2 separate regions of the Gossypium hirsutum genome follow, and region 2 is linked to region 1. Evidence: chromatin contacts called from public Hi-C data. All regions are on one chromosome and are shown on one strand. The core of a region is the stretch at or near the end of the contact, and the rest is flanking DNA. Distances in the headings are between cores, read along the strand shown.

What was found. A called contact is a pair of places that touch in the nucleus more often than the background predicts.
Region 2: a Hi-C map of leaf shows a contact between it and region 1, with 2.8 times the contacts expected there. The contact joins the promoter of LOC107909922 here to the enhancer-like site in region 1. A contact is called at or near these places in 11 of 34 Hi-C or Micro-C datasets (anther, fibers, hypocotyl and 2 more).

What each region holds. Positions count from the first base shown.
Region 1 is chrD08:42,697,842-42,701,269 of Gossypium_hirsutum_v2.1, reverse strand. No RefSeq gene overlaps it. Among protein-coding and RNA genes, the nearest start is that of LOC107909903, 28 kb to the left of the region's middle. Within about 2 kb of position 2,104, at least 3 of the 9 cell types and tissues checked have an H3K27ac peak or open chromatin away from gene starts, as enhancers often do. A contact at or near this core is called in hypocotyl and leaf, where this site is marked.
Region 2 is chrD08:42,767,585-42,771,228 of Gossypium_hirsutum_v2.1, reverse strand. It overlaps LOC107909922 (abscisic acid receptor PYL8), which reads right to left and starts at 2,146. Exons shown (of 2, transcript XM_016837634.2): 1 at 1,666-2,146; 2 at 634-1,130. The coding sequence starts at 1,824. The coding sequence ends at 1,032.

The sequences.
Region 1 (3,428 bases), core at 855-3,354:
GGATTTGATTGACTGAATATGTGTATTTCTATATGTTCGTTTGCATGTCTGTACATTTATGCATGGGAATCAAAATTTTGGGATTTGGTTATGGAGAGAAGGAAGCTTGATTCGGCAGTTTAATTGCAAAATTTTGTTATAGTGGTAATATTGAACATATTTGTACATATGTCAGTTCACTTGCATATGGTTATTGAGTGGCTTAGTTAGTTCACTTGCATATGGTTATTGAGTGGCTTAGTTCCACATCGTGGTGTGTAGGGTGGATGAGCCTATTATGGTTCTATGTGGTGTGTAGGGTGCATGGCCTACTGTAGCCCTAACATGGTATGCAAGGTGGACGAAATGGTGTTTGGCTGGTTGGGTGGGTTCATGTATGTTACATTTTTACTATACATTTAAATGCATATTGCTTGCATAAACTTCCTTTGAAAATGTTTACGAATGTTAAATTACACGAGAACTGAGGTATTAAATTAACGTATGTGACTGGGATCTCGTTCTGTGTACAATTTTTTGTATGCTAATTTAGTGCAATTATGTGTTTAATTTCTGTTTAGCTTCTTCATCCTTTATCCTTCGATTGGTTTTGGATTCACACTGAGCTCTTGTAGCTCATTCCCTTTTAGTTTCTTCCTTATAGGTAATTTGCGTGGTTAGGTGCTGGATTCGGCAGCTGGAGGTCTCGGACTGATAAGTGTTAGGTTTGGTTTAAATGATGCTTCTTAAAATTCAGTTTATTATTTTAAAATGGTTTGAAATGAAGATTATAAAAACTGTGGTATGGGTTGAGTTTGGATTTTCGATCAGTTATGTGTTTCAATTTTAAACAACTTATGTGTTCCGTTATATCACTGATTTCGAATTCTGGTTTTTGATTGACAAAATTTGATGCTTTCGGAACTGTTCAAGGAATACCATTTTGGTTTATTTTCGACTTGCGTTTAATGCCAATTAAACATTTTTTCAAAACTTAACTAAGTTTCATCTAACTTGCTATAACTAGGGAGAATAGTGGTTCCAGAAGGAATTTTCTAAGCTTAAATAAGTGCTTTTGTTTCCGCCACTTTGGGTGGCCAATGTAACCTTTGGGATTCAGTCTAAACTTCTAGGCTGGGTTTTGGGGTGTTCTACACTTTTTCAGAGTTGGTAGCTAAACTTTTTTTTGTTACAAGTGGTACCTAAGCTATACTCCATTACCCAAAGTGTTACCTAAACTATACATTTTTTTCTCAACTTGATATCTAAACTTGTTTTTGCTTACAATATTTACCTAAACGATACTCCGTTACTCAAAGTCATACCTAAACCAAACTATATTATCTAAATTACCCCCGTTGTTAAAAAAATCTCTTAGCCAATCATTTTGTGACACATGGCACTTTTAAATAGAATTAAATTAAATTAATTTTTAAAAATTCAAATTGAATTGATTAGAACTTTTTAATTTTTTTCACTTTTTTTCTCCGTACGATTCTTTTTTTCTTTTTTAATGTAATTTTTTTAATGGTATCGTGAGGAGGGAAAGAATGAAAAAAGAAGAAGTTGTAATTCAATTCAATTTGAATTTGTAGCGACTAAGAACTTTTAAAAATAGAGAATATTTTCCCTTTTTAATGTGAGCATAGTTTGAAAAAGATTACATTAAAAGAATTGAGAATAAACGCATAATTTTTTAAAATTGGGAAAAAGTGATTGGCTAATAATTTTTTAGCGACGGCGATAATTTGAAAAACAGAGAATAATTTAAGTAACAAAGAAAGAATTTAAATACTAACTTAAGAAAAAAGGGAAGAGTTTAGATACTATTTTGGATAACCGAATATGGTTTAATTACTAATTTTAAAAAAATTGTATAGTTTATAAGCCAAAAATTTATGAAAAGGAAAGATGAAAATACTTGTTTACTCTTTTTTCTCAAAGGCTCTAAGCCATATAAAACACAAAAGGGAAATAACAAAGATATAGCGGAATCACTTAAGTCTATCCACTTAATTAGGATAAAATTTATTTGATCGTCAAATCAATGATGTTGATGTAGTGTTCATATATGCATAAAGTTAAAAAGTAGCTTTATTTTCTGAATGATGGCACCATATAGTATGGAGACTTTGACCTTTCATACCTTCTTTAGAGATTGTTGAACACATAAATTTGTGTTTATCCTCTCAACTAAATATTATTGGTACAATAGTAACAAAATCAAATCTTCAATTAAATTCAAACCCCACCCCATTAAAAGTCACAACTTGTAAATAAGGGTCCTTTAAAATTGTTTACAGGTATAAACATAAAAGTTTGGTCTACCATTGTGGCTGATATATTCTCTGATATATTTAATCATTCCTCATCTTTGCAATTTCAAGCTAAAAAAATTCTCTACTTGCTTAAATATAAATTTTAAGGTTCGGGAAAAGAGAAGTTTTAACTATCTTTATAATACAAATGGATAATAATTTAGATTAAAATATCTAAAATGTTAAAAGAATTCATTGAATTGTGATTTTACTGCCAATTGCATCACCAATTGTAATTAAATGTTGTGCAATAACATTGTTGATTGGAGTATGATGAATGTTGCGAAACAAGAATATTATTTCAAGAGTTCTAGTGTCATTCATTCACCATATTTAAAGAGATCAAATTTCTATGTAAGTTCAAATGGTGAAGATCTTTGACTGTTTAGTGTTATTGGAAATCCGATTAGAGTGCAGTTATTGAGGCATATACTGCTCACACTACGATTTGAACTCAATCTTGCTTAAAAAAACAATATTTCTCAAATTACTTGTTCTTGGAAGCACCTTGGTCAAATGTAGCGTTGGATAGTGAAAGAAACATAAAAACAGGCGGTGCAACTTTTGTCTAATTAGGGTCCTTACAGGTCCACTTCAATGAGCTGCCTTGATTTGGTCTTCCAAGAGTACGATTTTGATCAATTCTTTATTAGTAATATTACATGGACCATGGATTTCCTCTATAAACAATAATTAAACAGATTCAGGGATTTAGTTAATGTAAGATAACATCATTTTAATAAGCTTTTATAACGTGTAGGTGACGAGTAATTCGCAAAAGTAACATAAAACAATGACAAAACTAATCCTTGGGAATCTTAAAATTATTGAAAACCAATGTGTTTTTTTATATATATTCGATCGTCTGATCACAAATAGTAAGTATCCCAAATCTGTGAGTTTTAGCATTTTAGCTTTACTTTTCAGGAATAAAGAGAAATGAGCTATAAATTAAACTAACTCTATAAGCGTATGCTATGCTTGACAATAATAAAGAGATATGAACAAGAAATTAGATTAACTTTTTTTCAGTAAGAGTGTGTTTCACAAATGCTGAAAATGTAAGTACTGAGTTTTTATTGTTATATTTTATAGGTACTGAATTTATATTAAAAAATTGTTTGATAAATT
Region 2 (3,644 bases), core at 897-3,396, 70 kb before region 1:
GTATTTCACCACTGGATTTTTGTAACAATACAAATATTTCTTTCATCCCTCCCTCTTCCACCTTTATTATAAATAACTTGCTTCACCTCATGCGTCCATATTTCATTTATATCCATCGCACCAAAAGGCTTTTCTTCAACTTTTCAAGATATTAACCTCAAATTTCGACTAGCACACATATTTACAGCCAAATAGCACATAAAAAAAAAAAAAAAACCCAACACGTCCAAAAATCAAAATTCAACCTAATGAAGGAGGTCAAAGCATTTAGATCAATTCAAATGTTAAAAGAAAAGGAGACAGGATACAGGATACAGAACTGAAAACCAACACATCTTCAAGTTGCTTGCTCACGAAAAAGTATTCTGTTATTTCAGATCCATTACATGCAAACAAACTAGTAAATCATTGGCAGGTGCAACAAATGTGCAAGTAGCACAAGAAGAATAAACAATTGGGAGAGAGGAAAAGGCACATAAGGCATAGAAATTCTCTTGACAGAGTGCAATCAGAAAGCAAATTCATGCCACTAACAGAATATAATAGATGTGGATCTCATTCTAGTTTCACAACTTGAATTTCCAGTTTTGTAAAGCTATGCACAAACTCAAACATGAACAACAACAAAAATTGTAAAGCTGAATAGATTTAACCATTTAAACAATGATTTTGACAATTCATACTCAATCCACACATCCTTATCCCAATGACTAGTAAAAGGAAAAGGTTGGCAAATTCAGTCCTCCACGTTAGTGACCATATCCAAAACCTTATTATATTTTTAGGTAATTCATGCATTACATAATCCAACAGAGACCAAAAATAATAATTAATTTGAGATGAATAACTATACTACAGTCAAAACTATATGTTGAAAATCTATACCAGAATTCATCAGACATGCACTTGAAGTTACATGTGTTGTATATAACTATTTCAACCAAGTACAAAATTCATACCTTTATGCTTCAACCTAAGATCCCCTCCAACAATTATCATGCTCAAAATATGCTCGTCATCATCTAGATACTCTAACCTTTCAGAGCTAGTTGTGGCCGGCAGACAACACACCTGCTGACAGATGGTTTGTTCTTCTGCAGTTGATCGAATCTCCTCAATACAGGCCAAACCTGATTGATCAAAAACCAATAGCTGTTCATTAAGGAAGAAAACATAACCAAGGCAGCCCAATCTAAAACCTGAAACATTTAATCTGAAAGTAACTCTACTTGTAACCACACAACGTTTACATTGGGAATGTGATATAAAATTAAACGCATTCAATTAGAAGTTCTCCGGATTTGAAGATTAGATACAAGAACCCCTAGCTAAGCTTCTACACTTGAATGAAATGCAAGTTGAAAGAAAATCCTCTTTTCTATTTCTTTTTAAACAATGCACACACTAAGCAAGTACACAAGAAAACAACAATTTTACAGACTAATTTCTACTAATTAATCCTCCATCAAAAGTTGTCAATGTTATACATTGAATCTCTTAAAATCACATGCTACAACCCTAACATAAAATGTCGATAACCCCAATGGATTCACAGATAACTTGACACCAGTTAAAATTTCAGACGAAGCTTTACAATTCGAATCAATCCCCACTTTAATTTCAACCTCCTCGTAAATGCACTCTAATAAAGGGCAAAAACCTTACGAGATGAGCAATAGCTTTAATGAGTTTAACAAGCGACGAGTTGTACTGATTTCTTGTAACGTCACATTTGTGGTGCCTCTTGAAAAACTCTTCTTCCATCTTACTGAACCAGTTACTGTTACCGTTCCCGTTCATGGTGACATGATCTTTGGTCACCATCGAGGTAACGGTAGTAGAAACCCTAGCAGGGGGAATAAAGGAGGAAGAAGGGTGAAAACGCCAATGGGAGATTAGAGGGTTCGGGTACTGTTATCTCAATGTGGTAGAAAGGTCGGATATGAAACGCCACCGTCCAGGTAGCCTGCTTTCTCATCTCATCGCCTAGAATTATCACTTAAAAGGTTTTTTTTTTCTTTTTTGGTGTAAAAAACAAGTTAAACTAAAAAAAGAAAACAAATGCTAAATCAACCTCTTTACTCTGACAGATGTTCCTAAGTTTTGTTTGGTTTCTTTATCCAATACCTAATTTATGCCCGGCCATATGCATCACAAAAAATAAAATAAATAAATATATAAAAAACTAAATAAAACAAAATCAAAATTAAAAGTCCAATAGTCCAATAAACAGTCCAAATTACAAAAAATTTACCAGACCCAAGTTACAGAGGCCCAATTATCTAACCCTAAGCCCATTACATTAAAAAATAGAACCGAAACCCTAGCCCTCAGCAGTTATCGTGCCGCAATCGAACACGGGCTCTCTTCCGCGCCATACCAGCATCGCTCTCCATGCCTTCACGCGCCTCCGTACACTCCAGCTGGCCTCCGTACACCTGCAACAAACGAACAACGAACAACGCAGCACACAAAGAAACAAAAAAGAAGAAAAGAAAATAGCAAATGACATATGTTTTTCTTTCTTTTTTTATTATTCTGTTTTTTTTTCGATATATAGATCGATTGCAAAAGAAAAAGGGGGGATGAATGTAAGAAAGCAGAGAGATTGAATGTAAAAAGAAAGCATTCAAAGAAATCAAAAACACGAATATTTTATCAAAAATTTCTGAAAAGCAACAGAAAAACAGTTTCTAAAGGTGATTTATTTCGAGTTTTTTTTCTTTTCTGGTATATCGTCGTTTCATATATATTATTATTAATAATAATAAATAGCAGAGAAAATAAAGAGAAGGAAAATGAGGTTTTTACCTTCGCGAAGTTGCGCCGTCGGAGCCCTGTCGACTCCGTCCGAAGTGGAGTTGGATGGGGTTCGGGTTGTGCAGCGGCAGAGAGAAAAGGAGGTCTTTTTCTGTTTGTTTTAGAATGGCTTAGGGTTTAATTTTTTAGGGTTTGTGGGGACTTTTATATGGGGGTGAAACGACACCGTTTAGTGCCCGTTTCAATGGCTCTAAAACGGTGTTGCATTGAGCCATGACCCGATGACCCGATCTGATTGCGGCTTGACCCGAGCGTTTTGGTAAGGGAGGGTTATTTGCGCTCCAAGTCCTCCTTGTTTGTGTTTGGTTTCAATCTAGTTTGTGCGGCTTCCTTAAATTGGGCTGCATAATTTGTTGCTGACTCCGTTTCAGTCCATGCCGCAACGCAGCGTTTTAGAGGGTAAGGATATTTTCCGCTTTACTCCCTCCTTATTCCTCGCGCGCCCGATTCGGCCTCCTCTTCCTTTTATTTATTTCAGATTTACCCCTAAATTTCTGTTTTAATTCCAAATCAGCCCATTGTTTTATTAATTAGTTTAATATTAATTTATTATTATTTGTTATTTTTATTGACATTATTGTTATATTTGGTTACATTTTCGGTTACTTATTGTTTTTACATATATATATTACTTTATTATGCACTATTATTCCTAAATTCTTTTATTTTATTATTATTATATATTATTATTTTAACTTTGTGATGAATCATTTTTTATTAATCCAATATAACATATTTTTAATAACTTTTATTTTATAATATACATTTCAAAGCCATTTTTATATATTTCATCTTTAAATATTTTTTATGTATACAACTTATAT